2 separate regions of the Mus musculus genome follow, and region 1 is linked to region 2. Evidence: chromatin contacts called from public promoter capture Hi-C data. All regions are on one chromosome and are shown on one strand. Each heading gives the region's core, a stretch centred on a gene start, on an enhancer-like site or on the middle of the called end of the contact. The rest is flanking DNA. Distances are from core to core; before and after follow the strand shown. Region 1 holds the start of Pck2 (phosphoenolpyruvate carboxykinase 2 (mitochondrial)). Region 2 holds the start of Dhrs4 (dehydrogenase/reductase (SDR family) member 4).

Region 1 (7,300 bases), core at 4,725-7,224, 62 kb before region 2:
GCTTGCCCTTCAGTGACCACAAGCTCTTCCTGGGCTGTGCTCTGTTCCTATAATTGCAGAAGGCAATGGAAAGGCAGTAATGACAGGCTTGGGAAACCAGCCTCTAAGAAAGTCTAAAGCGCTAGCCTGTGTTCATGCAGGATTACAGCATAGGGAGGGATGGGAAGGGTAGGGCAATTTTAGACATAGGCTATCATACAGGGGAACATGGGAGACAAATGACAAAGGAATGTTCGATAGAGGACACAGGCTTCCTTCTTTCCTGATGGGTCAAATGTTACTGGCCCAATTCCTGCTTTAACAGTTCTCCAAATAGTCCTTCAATATAAGCCCATCCAGCTTATACTCACCATTGACAAGTGTTATGCATTTGACAGTATGCTAAACTCCTTTTATTATTATTACTCCTCCCATAATCCTAACAGATGAGTACTAAGATAAAACCCATTCATTTGGTTGGAAAACTGGAAAGCTGAAGGGAAGTTAAATAATTACTTGGATCCCCAATGATTAATTGATCAGGGACACGAACTGAGATCTTGTCTGGTGTTGGAAACTACAAAAAGCTAGGGTTGTAGAGGGTTCTCCATCATTAAAACTGCTGTGCTGGAGTCTGGCTGCTCTTGCAGAGGACACAGGTTCAACTCTAAACCCCTACATGGTGGCTCACAACCGTCTGTAATTCCAGTTCCTGGGGATCTGATAGCCTGTTTACTACATGCACGCGCGGTGCAGACACACTTGTAGGCAGAACACACCTACATTTAAAGTGCTGAGCTCTGGAGCCTTTGCCACAGTACCTCACCCCACATACCAGGTTTCCAGGGCTTTCCCAGCCACGAGGTTATGGTGACACCAGGCGGAAGAGGCTGGTCAATGCCTTCCCAGTACACACCGCCATCACTGGTCTCAGCCACGTTGGTGAAGAGAGTATTACTCTGAATTGTGGCCATGGCATTGGGATTGGTGGCAGCAGAGGTACCAGGGGCCACCCCAAAGAAGCCATTCTCAGGGTTGATGGCCCGGAGTTGACCTGCCAAAAGTAAAAGAAAGGAAAGACCAATTAGGAAAGGTTTAGATGTGAGCCTGGAGGAGGTCCTCCTCTATCCCTTATTTTCTGACAGAGATCTACAGTTGCTAGGCTAATCGGGATATGGGACCATGTTGGCTGTTCAGGAAAAGGGCCCTTCACCTTCACTGTCAAACCTCATCCAGGCGATGTCATCCCCCACACACTCCACTTTCCAGCCCGGCAATGCAGGCCTCATCATGGCCAGATTGGTCTTGCCACAGGCACTGGGGAAAGCAGCTGCCACGTAGCGCTTTTTCCCTGCAGGGTTGGTGATGCCCAAAATCTATGTTGGAGACAGAGGGAACAGAACGAAGTCACCAAAAGTCACGATGGCATAATCTGCATGGATGAGCTAGAGGGTAATGGGGTAGGCAGCAGGAAATGGACACTAATGCTTATTCACTAAGCAGGTGTCCTGCCCCGCTAGAGACTGGGGTAGCACCTCAGCAGCCTGGGGCTAAAACTTCAGGTTTCAGGCTCATCCTCCTGGCACCTGGCAGGAAGGAGGCAAAGCTGAGGCAGATTGCCAAGGCTTCCCCACCCACTCCCCTACCACAGCTGCTCAGTTCCTCACCAGGCCCTCACCAGCATGTGCTCTGCCAGCCAGCCCTCATCCCTGGCCAGGCGAGAGGCGATGCGCAGGGCAAAGCACTTCTTGCCCAGCAAGGAGTTACCACCATAGCCGCTGCCGAAGGAGACGATCTCCCGCTGGTCTGGCACGTGGCCAATCAGGGTTTTTTCTGGATTGCACGGCCACTGGCCCACAGGATCCCCTGGAGACAATGGGGTCATAGTGCTGCTGCCACTGGCATCAGAAACCAGGGTGTCAGGGACTGGAGGGATCAAGGATTGACCCAAGAGACACTTGGAAGCAATAGAATGCCCAGGGGTAGCTAAACCATCTTCTTCAGTACCCATCAGCCCTCGTGCTTTGTCAGACCTGTCGACTGACTTCTGTTCTCCAAATGGTGTTACTCCAGTCCAGAATGCGTCACTGGGCCTCGGGGAATAATCGTTCTACATCCACAATTTCTCCGTGGATGGGTAAGATTTGGGACTCCCTCTGAGTGGAAGAAGGTCTCAGTGTCCTAGATAGGTACTCACCATGTCCAGTCAGGGGCTGGCCCACTGAATGCAGACACTTGATGAAGTCACCATCTCCCAGGGCCTGAAGTACAGGTGTCCCCAGGCGGGTCATAATACGCATACTGGCCACCACGTAAGCCGAGTCAGTGAGCTGCACTCCAATGCGGGAGAGTGGGGAGCCCACGGGACCCATGCTGAATGGAAGCACATACATAATGCGGCCTGTGGAGGAAGATGTTGCTAGGAGGAAGGATTCCAAACCCAGTCATAGCCTCAGCGCCCCTGCCTCTATGTCCCTGCCTCGTTACCCTGCATGCATCCTGGGAATCTCTCGTCCACAGCTCTCTGGAACTCATCTGGGGACATCCAGTTGCCCAGCTGCCCCCTGGCCCCACCAGCCAGGAGAGGCACTGTGTCCCGCTGCGAAGGAGTTACAATCACCGTCTTGCTTTCTACCCGTGCCACATCCTTGGGGTCTGTGCGGGCCAGCCAGCTGGGGGAGAGAGGATTGCCGGGAAATGGTGGCTAGCAGATTTCACTTATCTCCAGACTCACATTTTTTTGTTGTTATATTTTGGCAAGGCAGAGTCTCACTATGTAGCTCCAGCTGTCCTGGAACCTACTATATAGACCAGGCTGGCCTCAAACTCACAGAGATCCACCTGCCTCTGCCTCCTGAGTGCTGGGATTAAAGGCGTGTGCCACTAAGCCTGGCCACTCTTTCTTTCTTTTTCTTTCTTTCTTTCTTTCTTTCTTTCTTTCTTTCTTTCTTTCTTTCTTTCTTTCTTTCTTCTTTCTTTCTTTCTTTCTTTCTTTCTTTCTTTCTTTCTTTCTTTCTTTCTCTCTCTCTTTCTCTCCTTCCTTCCTTCCTTCCTTCCTTCCTTCCTTCCTTTTTTTCTTTCTTTGAGACAGGGTTTCTCTGTGTAGCCCTGGCTGTCCTGGAACTCACTCTGTAGACCAGGCTGGCCTCGAACTCAGAAATCCACCTGCCTCTGCCTCCGAAGTGCTGGGACTAAAGACGTGTGCCACCACCGCCCAGCGGCCACTTTTTAAGTTTAACTTTGACTCTAGGTCTGTCAGCATTATTTTTTCTTATCCAGTTCCAGTTTAGTCCCTTTAGGCTTTGTCTCATTAAGAGGGGTTTTCCCCAAGGCACAGCCTTGGAGCCTCTACCCCTGGCAAATGTTTCATGAAGGAGGAGACAGGCAGTAAGTAGGCCCCCTCCAAAGTAAGAGCTCCAATTTGTAAATTCGTATCAACTTTTTCATTTAATGTAAAAAACGTTCACTTTCCCGTTCCACTTTCCCTTGAAGCTCCCATTCTGGCTCATTCCACTGATGTGGTCTAGAAATATCTGTCTTGGGGAACCCAGAGGGACCTCAGTCTAAGCAGTAACCTTCATCTTGGGGGTTGCTAGTTTCAAGGCTTACCAGTTCTTATACTTGGGGAGTTTGCGGATAAGACCCTGTTCTTCCAGCAGGGCCAGTATGGCAGTGTTCTCAGCCTCGGTCCCATCACAGATGTGGATGCCCTCTGGTTGGCACAGATGCGCACTGCGCGCCACAAAGTCTCGAACTCCAGCCGGCAGCTGACTCATATCTCCACTGAGCACATGCAGGGTTTGGATGCTACGGCACGGTGACCAGCACCAGGGCCTTAGCCCGTGCCGGCTAAGCCTATCAGAGTCAAAACAGAGAGTCAACCATCCAGTGGCTATCATGGGAGACAAGCATTGGTGAGTGGGGCAGAAAGCCGTACCTCTGGGGAGTACCAAAGTGTGTCTGGTTGCAGGCACCATAAGACCAGGTTCTGGGTTGTGGTGGGTATGTGGAGTGAGTTCAGACTACCTGTATCTGTGGCTTTTATGAGGTTTGTGTCTCCCATCGGGGAGGAGAGGCAGTCAAGCCTCTGGTCCAAGAGTGAAGAAAATTGCCCAGATGAGAGCTTCATGAGCAATCTTAAAGAAGCTCTTCCATGGCCTTTTCAATCAGTTTTGATGTTCAAATGGCAGCTACTATTATCTGTCTCCTTCGGTGTAAATGCCTCCAACAGAAGGCATAGCTCCAGATGGTAAAGCCCTCTCCCAGTGCCAGCCAGGCTTTAGGTTAGGATTCTCGAATGAAGACAACGGATGCTGGGGTTTCAGGTAGTGCCTCTGTTCACCTGGGTCAACAAGGGTGGACTAGCCAAGGATGTTTTAACATAGGGAAAACTGGATCAAGAAGAATAATGCCATTGGTCCATGCCTAGATTCCTAGAAGGGCAGGGTAGTCTCTGTATTGTTTGTCCTGCTACCCTCCTGGAAGATAGTAGGGTCTGCTGTGATTGGTCTGGACAAAAGAAGGTAAAGAGATGTAGTTACCCTTCTCACATGCCAGGCCTCACCTGCCAGAAACCCATAGTAGGCCTCGATGGTGTGGGCCTGTGCATTCCCTGGCTCTCCTTAGAAGCCTTAGGGGTTGATGGTAGGGTCAGAACCTGAGAACACAGGCTACATTGCCTGGGAAGGGAGAAGAGAAAGCTCTTGGATGTGGGAGTTTGGGCCTGGGTGGGGTGTTTTCCAGAAGACAAAAAAGGCAGCATACTTTGTGTGGCCCCAGGGGGTGGGGGCACAGCAAGGTAGGTCTCTTTGTGTGTTTTTCTGCACATGACAGTTTCCCTGAGAAATTAATTTTAAATGCATGATCCTGAAAGCTTTGATCCCCAGGTATTGGCTCCAGTTGTCTTATGGGAAGCACAGCTTCTCCCAGCCCCACCCCAATTCTCCTGCACGCCCCTGAGAGGGACCTTCTCTCTATCCTTCATAGACCACTCTCACATGGATTAACCAAGTAAACTGCGAAGAAGAGATAAGGAGTCAGTTTAGACTCTTTTACATCCTAGACCATGGAGAGAGGGGTATACGGAGAAGAGGCCCGGTTGTATGGGGGGTGGGGCAGGGGGAGCCAGCCAGGACAAGCCTGGGGTCCAGGACCTACTGGGGGAAGCCGGCCAAGTTAAAAAGGCAGTCTGCCCTCCTCCCATCTTGCTTGCTTCCTTCCTTCTCTCCCTCCCTGTCTCCCTCCCCCCCTAGTCCCCAGAGGCTTCACTGGGCTTCGTGCCAGGTTCCGTTCTGTTCTCAGGGAGGCTGCAAGTGATGTTTACCTTCTACCGTCTTTAGGGAGCTTTGAGCTCGGGTCCCCGGGGCCTCAAACCCTATGGCCTCAAGGCCTTAATGGTTACTCACACACTGAAAGCTGGACTAGGAGCCCTTGGTCTGAAAGAATTACATCTGCTAAGTAGAGCATTTGCAGAGATAGGGCTCAGGAAGGCAAAGGAGAAGGGGGAGGAGGTTGCGAGTGGCAGCTAGAACAGCACACAAGCCGCAGGGAGGGACAGAAGAGCACAGAGGCTGGCTAGGAAACCTGGCATGGCTGGGGATGGGAATGCGGAGGGGGGGGGGGATGCACCACCGTGAGACCCACACTGATTAATAGCCACCCTGCCAGTCTCTTCCTAGGATGGGAAACAAGCGGAGGAAGCCCGGAAGGTGGAGCGCGGAGTGGGCCCCGGGCTATGGGTCACTCACCGCAGGCCGGGGAGGTACATAGCAGCCATGGCACCTGGACTGGCGCTGCGGGATGGCCACAGGAACGAGCGCAGTCGGGGAGACAAGGAAGGCGGGGAAGGAAGGAGCATAGCAAAGCCAGAGGGAGTTGAGGTTGGGCGGGAGGCGCTTAAAAAGGAGGCGGGCAGTCCCCGGGGCGGAACCTAGCTGGTTCTCTCGCCCTTCTGTAGGCCGGCTCACTAGCCCGGGCTCAAGGCCCCGGGCTGGGTGAAGCCTCCGCCCCACAGTCATCACATCCTCAAGCCATTGGAGGCCGGAGTTCAATTTGGGATCCGCCCACTCGGCCAGCCACGCTGTAAGATACTGATGTAACTTTGAAGGCTGTTGCTCCTTAGAGAAAGCAACCAAGAGATGTCGAATGCAAAACAAGTTAAGAGTGAGGGATGAGACCAGGGCTGGGGAGCCCAGGATAACAAGATGCCTAAACCCTCAAGGTCTAGGTTTGCTTTTCCAGAGCACTCCTAGCCTCAGGCTTTTCTTTTCCAGGGTCCCAGATGCTAACTAAGCTCTCCTTAGTCCTCAAATAATAACAAAACCAAACTATTGTCCGTGCCCAGCTTCTTATCAAGGGAGTTTCCTCTAGCACCATGGAATTGGTGGGGTGTTTCAGGCTTACAGACATATCCTTGGTCCTCTAATGCCCTCCCCCACCTAATCCCAAAGAGAGTCCTTGTGTAATTTCTCAACATTTCATTCCAACTTGAGACCATTGGGTATTCAAATGCTGTACCAACCCAAACTCAACGCATCCATGATGCTCAGAATCCTCTTTCTGGTTGCAGCACTGTGACTTTCTTTGGAGAACCATCAGATCATGTGGGTCTGACCTTGCTTCTCTTAGGGCCAGTTTGTGTGGCCCACACCCTGGCCACAGCAATCAGGATGTTCAGAGACGGGGGCATGGGATCCCTGTCTGAGACCTTTTCTAACCTTTGGACATGAGCTCCTTTTTTTGCTGGATTGCTGAGTCTGTAGAGTCTAAGTTGGGTTCTGTTGGGTGTCAGCTTGATAATGCAAAGCACCAACCTGCCTGAGGCAGAGGCAGAGCAGTGAGACAAAGATCAATAGATGTCCCCTAACCACCCCAGTGGTCTTTATTAAGACTGTCTGAGGGCTTCTTTAAAAACCCCTTCTTCTTTTGGGGGTTAGGATGGAAACTGTGAGCAGAGATGCTCAGTGCTGTGGAGCCTGAGTTATGGCAGGGTCTCCCTAAACAGCCAAGGGCTCTCTTCCTCTCCTACTCTTGCTGGGGTAGGTGGTCCAGAGTTTCTTATTCTTTGGAGGCCATGTGGACCTTAGAGGACTGTGTGGACCTAAATGGTCCACTGCTCTGTTGCTGTAGCCAAATTATCTGTCATACCTGGATATGAGCTTGATAAAGTGGTTATTGAGAGCAATGCTAGTACCACTATCAAAGGTAGAATGGATGTTGCTGTTAAAGTCTCAAGAGGCAACTGGTCCCTATATCAGCCCAGGATGCTTCAATGCCTGCCTCATCATCATCTCCTCCTCCTCCTCCTCCTCCTCCTCCTCCT
Region 2 (7,080 bases), core at 1,009-3,508:
CTTGTATTTCCAGCACTGGGGGAGCAAGCTCATGGCTAGACAGGGCTGCAAGATGAATTACATACCGCTCTGGCTCCAGTACAAGCTCCTGGCCCCCTTAAAACAAAACAAACCAATACTAACAACAAAAAGCCCACATAAGGGTCTGAACACAAGAAATGGCTTGTAGTAGGTAAATGAAACATAGTGAACTGCCTCTCCCCAGTGCCCACGAGCTCTATGAGCCAAAGAACAGGAGAGCATTTATTAACTCAGACCAGGGAACCAGGAGCAGGCATTTTTTTTTTTTTGGGTGGGGGGAGGGTATCTAAGGGATCATGCAAGGTTGAAGGACCAGAGCGACTTTTGAATCTCTGGCCGGGAGAATCTGGTTGTACTTAGACTTTGGGATGCAGACATAACCGAAAAGGGTACACAATAAAAATGTATTGGTGAGAGTCTGGAGAGATGGCTCAGTAGGTAAAAGGATGTACTTTTCTCATAAAGGACCTAAGGTCAGTCCCCAGCACCCATATCAGGTGGCTTATGGCCACCTGTAACTCCAGCTTTAGAGGGTTCAAGACTCTCTTCTGGCCCCCATGGCCACCTACACTAACAAGTACTCCCCTACCATACTCAGAATGAAACATAATGAAATTAATGTTTAAAATAATATTGGTGGACGAGTTTGGGTGTGAGCATTAGGATGCTAACAGGGGTCAGCATGGGTTGTATCTCACCAATGCAGTCCTAGAAACCAGGCAGGAAGGCACAGGCTGCCTTGCCTCCCTTCTGCCATGCCTTGGCCCAGCACCCATATTCTGCCTGCTCACCGTGGTTATCAGCTTTTCTCGATCCTCTGCCTTCCCCACGTGGCACACGATGCCAGTCACACTCAGGCCCTCTCCCTGTAGTGTGGCCACTGCACGGTCCACATTCTGCTGTTTGCGGCTGCTGACGACCACGTGGGCCCCATCTTCAGCCAGGCGCCGGGCGATGGCAAAGCCGATCCTACGAGGGTAAAAGGTGACACACTGTCAAGGCCTCTACCGCAGAGAAGAGGGCGAGAGCATGCGTGGGCTCTGCTTTCAGGCTTTCAGCACTGGACCCTCGCTCTCCCTGTATTCGAGCTTCACGCATTTCTACTAGGTAGAGTAGGCTTTTAATGGTGCGGACAGAAGGATAAGCTCAGATGATTTTATTATGATCTTGTCTTTTACCCCAGTTCCCGGGACTGACATCACCTGCCACAGCCTTCATGACCGATTATTGTACCTATGTCCAGTTGGGAAAGAGGGGAGAGAAATAGATGAGTGTTCAGTTGCCATGGACTTAGGGGCCTTGCTGGAAGAAGCCCATATCCCCAAATACCTCTTACCACACTACAACCTCACAATTCTATCTTTTGATATATTTGGGGGGGGCCTTCACCAAAAAAAGCATGGCTCAAAATGTAAATATCAATTACATATTTTATAATAGCCAGATGTTAGCTTTTCATAGACATCTGCATTACAGATTTTCAAGGAGTTTTTTAATTTAGTAAGGTCCTGTGGGGATTAAAAAACTGGATAGTTGAGAGTGGTGGGTGAGACAGGCTGGGCACGGAGGCCCAAATATACAGACTGAAGTAAAGATCTGGGCACGGGATCCAGGTAAGGGGTCCCTAGGGAGCAAGAACAGCAAGCAGAGCTTTGAAGCCGTGACTGGTTGTTTTGGTCTTCCCAGACTCTAGGTGGAGCTGTCGATTGGGGCAGCCCAGAAGCACCGGGACCTGGGTCCTTCTGGCAGCGCCGAGCTCTCACAAAGCCGAAGGCAACAGTGATACAAGGGCTAGCCTGTGGCAGGGCCAGGTCGGGGATTCGGAGCGATTTCAGGTCCACCATGTGGGTTTCCTTTTTCTCCCTCGGGGTGGCCTTTGGCCGCATCTGAGGCTCGAGGACAACAGTCCAGGAGTTAAAGAGTACTTGTTTCTGGATGAAGACTCTGGCTCTGGTACTCACCCGTCGGTGGAGGCTGTGACCAGGGCCACCTTATTGGAGAGAGGGTTTCGACGAGTCAACCCGGAACTGGCCATCCTCACCGACATCCACGCTTGAGTCCAACCACCTAACAGCCGTCCCGCTTTCTGCATAGTTCAGGCCAGGGGGTTGGGTTGAACTCTGCTAGGGGAGGGGACTGTTCAAAGGGCGGGAGGCTGGTCTAGCTGGGAGAGCTCTGACTTCCCAGACTGCCTGCCCCTCTTCTAGGACCGGCTCTGCGACGGCCCGGGACTAGGCGGGAGCCGCGGCGGTTGCGAGCGCTCCCTGCTGGCGCCCCGCGCCCCTTTGCCTGATTTGGGACTCCCGCAAATTCTCAGTCCAAGTTTCCTTCAAGACCCCCACACCTCTTCTACCAGAACCCCCAGCTTTTCCTGTGCCCCAGCTGCTCCTCCCACTTCTGCTGGTCCACCTTTTTTTGGGATGGGGTCTTAGGAGAGTCGTTGGAGAGGAAGCTTTGCAATTTTATTTATTTTTGTTTTGCTTCCTTAAACTCCAAATAATTCTTCCTTTATAAAAAGCCTGGGTTTGTATGCAGGACTGCACAGACAACTCATTTGGTAAAATGGTTGTTGAGCAAGCATGCTGGCCTGAGTTTGGATCTTCAGCATTAACATAAAAAGCAGGGCTTGTCACCTAACAGCTGTATTCCTAGCTTTAGATACACAGACAAGATGATTGTTGAGGCTTTTGGTCATCTGGTCTTGCCAATCCATGAGCTCCGGGCTCAGTGAAAAACCCCGTCTCAAGAAAAAGATAAGATAGGGAGTGGTAGAAAACAGTCCACGTTGACCTCTCGTATAGGCACATGTGTGCATACCCTACTCCCCCAGCCCCAGAAACACACCATGATGAGCGTAGTAAAAATGCCTTTAGACATGTAAAAAATAGCTTATTCAGGAACCCCACTACACCCATGGCTGTACTGATAACCAGAACATCACTCACTCAGGATAACCAGACACAGTCCTAGCACCCCACGATGCCCATTGGACAGTATCAAAGCAGAGACCAAGGGCAATGCTCTGCTCTGCACAGTTGGAGAGAAGCTACCCAGATCTGCCCTGTGTCTGGAGAGTCTTGCCAAGGATCCTGACCCTCGAATCAGAGACCACTAATAGAGGCTAGACCCAACCTTCAGTTAAGATATGTTACACAGCTGAGAAGCCCTGGGGAGACAGGCTTAGGACCTTAGTTAGGAATTTAGAGAGTGAACCTTGTGTGATGACCCTCTGCGTAAGAAAATAACACACACACACACACACCACACATCACATACAAGAAGGGCAAATGAATGAATGTTTTGAGACTGTCTGTGGAGGTGACACTTGTGCTCCTCACAGTGTCCATGTAGTGAGGGATGAGGAGGCCAGGTGACAAATGTGATAAGTTGTGACAGCTGGCCTAGGCCTGACACTATCTTTCCCTATGGCACAAAGTCTATTGCCAGTGGTTCTCAACCTGTGAGTCACAACCCCTTTGGGTTTGCCTAAGACTATTGGAAATATCAAATTTTTTCATTATGATTCATAACAGTAGCAAAAATTAGTTATGAAGTAGCAATGAAAATAATTTTATGACTGGGGGCCACAACATGAGGAACTGAATTAAAGGGTTGCAGCATTAGCCAGGTTGAGAGCCACTGAGGACTTCATCTTCAGACAGGCAGGAAATGACCACTGTGATACCCAGGGTGAAAAGATGGAGGTCCTGGGTCTATCTGATGCCAAAGGGTCGCCCAGCCACTTCCACAGACAGGGTGGAGATATGGAGACCGGGGAGCGCTATGATTTTCCATGCCCACCCATCTATTCTAGCTCAATAACTAACTGTTATGTGTGAGAGTGCTTGATTAACTGTAAACGACTAAGTATGGAGTGATTATTTTCACCAAACAGTAGTTATTATTACTGCCATAGGCCAGACTCTTCCTTTATGAACCGAGGATGTACAGTAGATGATAAATAAAATTCTCACCAGCTATAGATTCTGAGCCCAAGACTTTCATCTCTGCATCTCTGCCAAGTGGGTTGACCTGATCTCTCTCCCAGGGTCCTGGGAGAATTAGTGAACTTTGATGGCTTAAGAATGCACCACAGAGAGGCATCAACAGAAGCAGTGCCAGTGACTAAACTGGGTCCACCCCTGGAGCTCCCATATACCAGGAAGAAAAGCCGTGTTGGCCCCTGGGCAACCTTCCAGACTCTGAGGCAACATAAGGGACATAAAGACAATAAAGGGAGTTTCTAATATTAACTCAGCAGGTAGTAGTAGTTTGCTCTGCAATTTGTGCTTGCTTAGGTTTTCCTGTCCTTCCTTCCTTCCTTCCTTCCTTCCTTCCTTCCTTCCTTCCTTCCTTCCTTCCTTCCTCCCTCCCTCCCTCCCTCCCTCCCTCCCTCCCTCCCTCCCTCTCTCTCTCTCTCTCTCTCTCTCTCTCTCTCTCTTTCTGGTGTTAGTCTTTTCCTTTAGAAAAGATGATAAAGTGGATGCATTTCTTTATTTTGAGACAGGATTTCTCTGTGTAGCCCTGGCTGTGCTGGAACTATTTTTTTTTTTTTTTTTTTTTTTTGTAGACCAGGCTGACTTTGAGTTCAGAGATTCACCTACCTCTGCCTCCTGAGTGCTGGGGCTAAAGGTGTGCGCCCCCACACCCAGCCCAGATGGGTGGTTTTTGGAGAATGTTGCTTATTGTGAAATCATCAGCTTGTCAACCTTAGGCAGTGTGCTCAGTAGTGAGTCTATGAAACAGAGGTCTGGGCTTTGATGTTTAATAGGATTTGCATTTACTAGAGAATCATTTCATAGCTTAGCGTGGTGGTGCATGCTTTTAATCCCAGCACCCAGGAGGCAGAGGCAGGCAGATCTCTGTGAGTTTGAGGCCAGCCTGATCTACAGATAGAGTGCCAGGACAGCCTGGGCTATACAGAGAAACCCTGTCTCAAACAACAACAGCAAACAACAATAACAAAAACAAACATTTCAAATACATATAAATCAGCTAAGAAGACAAAGCAGAAAGCAGGAGTCCAGTATACAAAGTGTGCTGAGGACTGGATATGGATAGCCAGTGATGTAACAAGCAAGAACTAGGCCTATGGGGGGTGGGGTGGGGTAGGGGGCGGGGCTTCCTCAAGCTGAGAAGTTGTAAGTTGTGTTACTCAGTGCATACTGATAAGACAGCTTGCCTCATGTCTGAGGAAATGCCCCCTAGTCTGAGCCTCATGAATTATTGAGAAGAGGCTGGCAAGTGCCACACTCTTCCTCTCTCACTGTCTGGAGCTAATGCACCCTGGGAATCTTTCCCAGACCGTCACCTGTGTGTGCAGCTGGAACCCAGGGATTTAAGGTGGACTGCTCTCAAAGCCTGGCTTAGTGGAACAGGCCTTAAATGCATATCTAAATGGATGGTGAGTGGGTGAGGGACACAAAGATTCAGGGAAAAGATAGTCATGAAACTAGTGTAGTGTCCCTTTCATATGGGCAAGGTTGAAAATTGGCCTTTAGTGTTATTTCTTTTGGAAGAGCACAGGGGATGTTAGGGAGGGGATTTGTGAAGAGAAAAAAAGGGCAGAAGGAAGCCAAGAAGTGTGGGGTCTCAAACTTCCTCTCTTCATTAAGGATGTTGTTGAAGGTGGGGTAGAGCATCTTTTGGGGGATACATGCTTGTGCAGCAGTAGCTCTCTAGAGTGGGAGCTAGAACGTGAAGTTGCGAGATGTGATACCTCTGCGTATCCTGAGGACACATTTGACACTGAGCCATGCTTCCATCTTCAGGGCATGACTATGCTTCAGAAGAGCTTGGATTTTCTTGCAGTTGGGATCCTTGGATGGTCACTGACTCATGCCTGATCAAGAGCAGTCAGGACTGGGTAACGTGGAAGGGCTGATGTGTGGTTGGGACAACCCCCAATACACATATACTGTCGTACATATATATAAATACACTGTCCTATATATATACACATATACTGTCCTATGTATATACCTATACACTGTCCCACATATATACATATATACTGTCTTAGCATTGTTGGAATTTTCACACAAGTTAACTTCTGTAGAAAGTGATTTCCTATGACTTAGAATTTTACTTTTAAGACTGCTGTAGTTTGGGGTCTTGTTTGTTTTCTTGTGGTGCTGGGGAATCAACCTAGGATCTTGTACATGATAGGTGAGCACGTTGTATATGACTGACATTGTTTTAAAGCCTCTAGTTTAGTTTTTAAAGCCCATGTTTTTGTTTTAGTCATTAAAATGCCCATTCTTTAAATGATAACTATTATACATGTCACAGGTTTAAAAGAGATGGAAAGGTGTGAAAAGAAGTTAGGGGCTGGAGAGATGGCTCAGTGGTTAAAAGCACTGGTTGTTCTTCCAGAGGACCTGGGTTCAATTCCCAGCACCTACACGGCAGCTTACAACTCTTTATAACTCCAGTTCCAGGGGATCTACAGCTCTTCTGAAGACTCCAATGCACATAAAAAATAAAAATAGGGCCGGGCAGTGGTGGCGCACAACCTTTAATTCTAGCACTTGGGAGGCAGAGGCAGGCAGATTTCTGAGTTCAAGGCTGGCCTTGTCTACAGAGTGAGTTTCAGGACAGCCAGGGCTACACAGAGAAACCCTGTCTCGGGAAAAAAAAAATCATGGTAAAAAAAGAAAAGTAGAAGCTATCCTTTCCTTGGCTGACTTAACCCATGCCCCATATATTTTGGCTTTATGCATCCATCCTCAATTTTCTGCACATTTACATGCATTTCTTTTTCTATTAAAAATCCTTCTCACAGGGGCTAAAGAGCTGGCCTATTGGTTAAGGTCACACTGGCTGCTTTCCCAGAGGACCTGGGTTCAATTCCCAGTACCCATATGGAAGCTTACAACTTTCTGTAACCCCAGGCCCTGGGGATCTGATGCATCTGATGCCCTTTCTGGACTCTGAGGGTATCAGACGTGCGCACGGTGCATAGATGTATATGGAGGCAAAGCATCCATATACATAGAAAATCAGTCTTATAAGGGGAATGACGCTGTATACCATCCTTCAGGTTGTTCAAAGTTTTCT

The links. Promoter capture Hi-C pulls out the DNA fragments that hold promoters and counts their contacts.
Region 1: a contact with region 2 is called in a promoter capture Hi-C map of macrophages, with 10 read pairs. The contact joins the promoter of Pck2 here to the promoter of Dhrs4 in region 2. A contact is called at or near these places in 11 of 39 promoter capture datasets (the 3T3-L1 cell line, HPC-7-derived erythroid cells, cranial neural crest and 6 more), 2 of 15 datasets of contacts at CTCF or cohesin (CD8 T cells and the G1E-ER4 cell line), 10 of 484 Hi-C or Micro-C datasets (the 63-12 cell line, CD8 T cells, the G1E-ER4 cell line and 6 more), 7 of 115 datasets of contacts at active chromatin or transcription factors (embryonic fibroblasts, embryonic stem cells, large pre-B cells and 1 more) and 4 of 9 other capture datasets (adipose tissue, liver, macrophages and 1 more).

Annotation. Positions count from the first base shown.
Region 1 is chr14:55,538,940-55,546,239 of GRCm38.p6, reverse strand. Pck2 (phosphoenolpyruvate carboxykinase 2 (mitochondrial)) reads right to left here and starts at 5,974. Exons shown (of 10, transcript NM_028994.3): 1 at 5,727-5,974; 2 at 3,589-3,834; 3 at 2,467-2,651; 4 at 2,177-2,380; 5 at 1,658-1,845; 6 at 1,193-1,355; 7 at 815-1,033. The coding sequence starts at 5,755.
Region 2 is chr14:55,473,936-55,481,015 of GRCm38.p6, reverse strand. It overlaps Dhrs4 (dehydrogenase/reductase (SDR family) member 4), which reads right to left and starts at 2,258. Exons shown (of 8, transcript NM_001037938.2): 1 at 1,983-2,258; 2 at 813-990. The coding sequence starts at 2,113.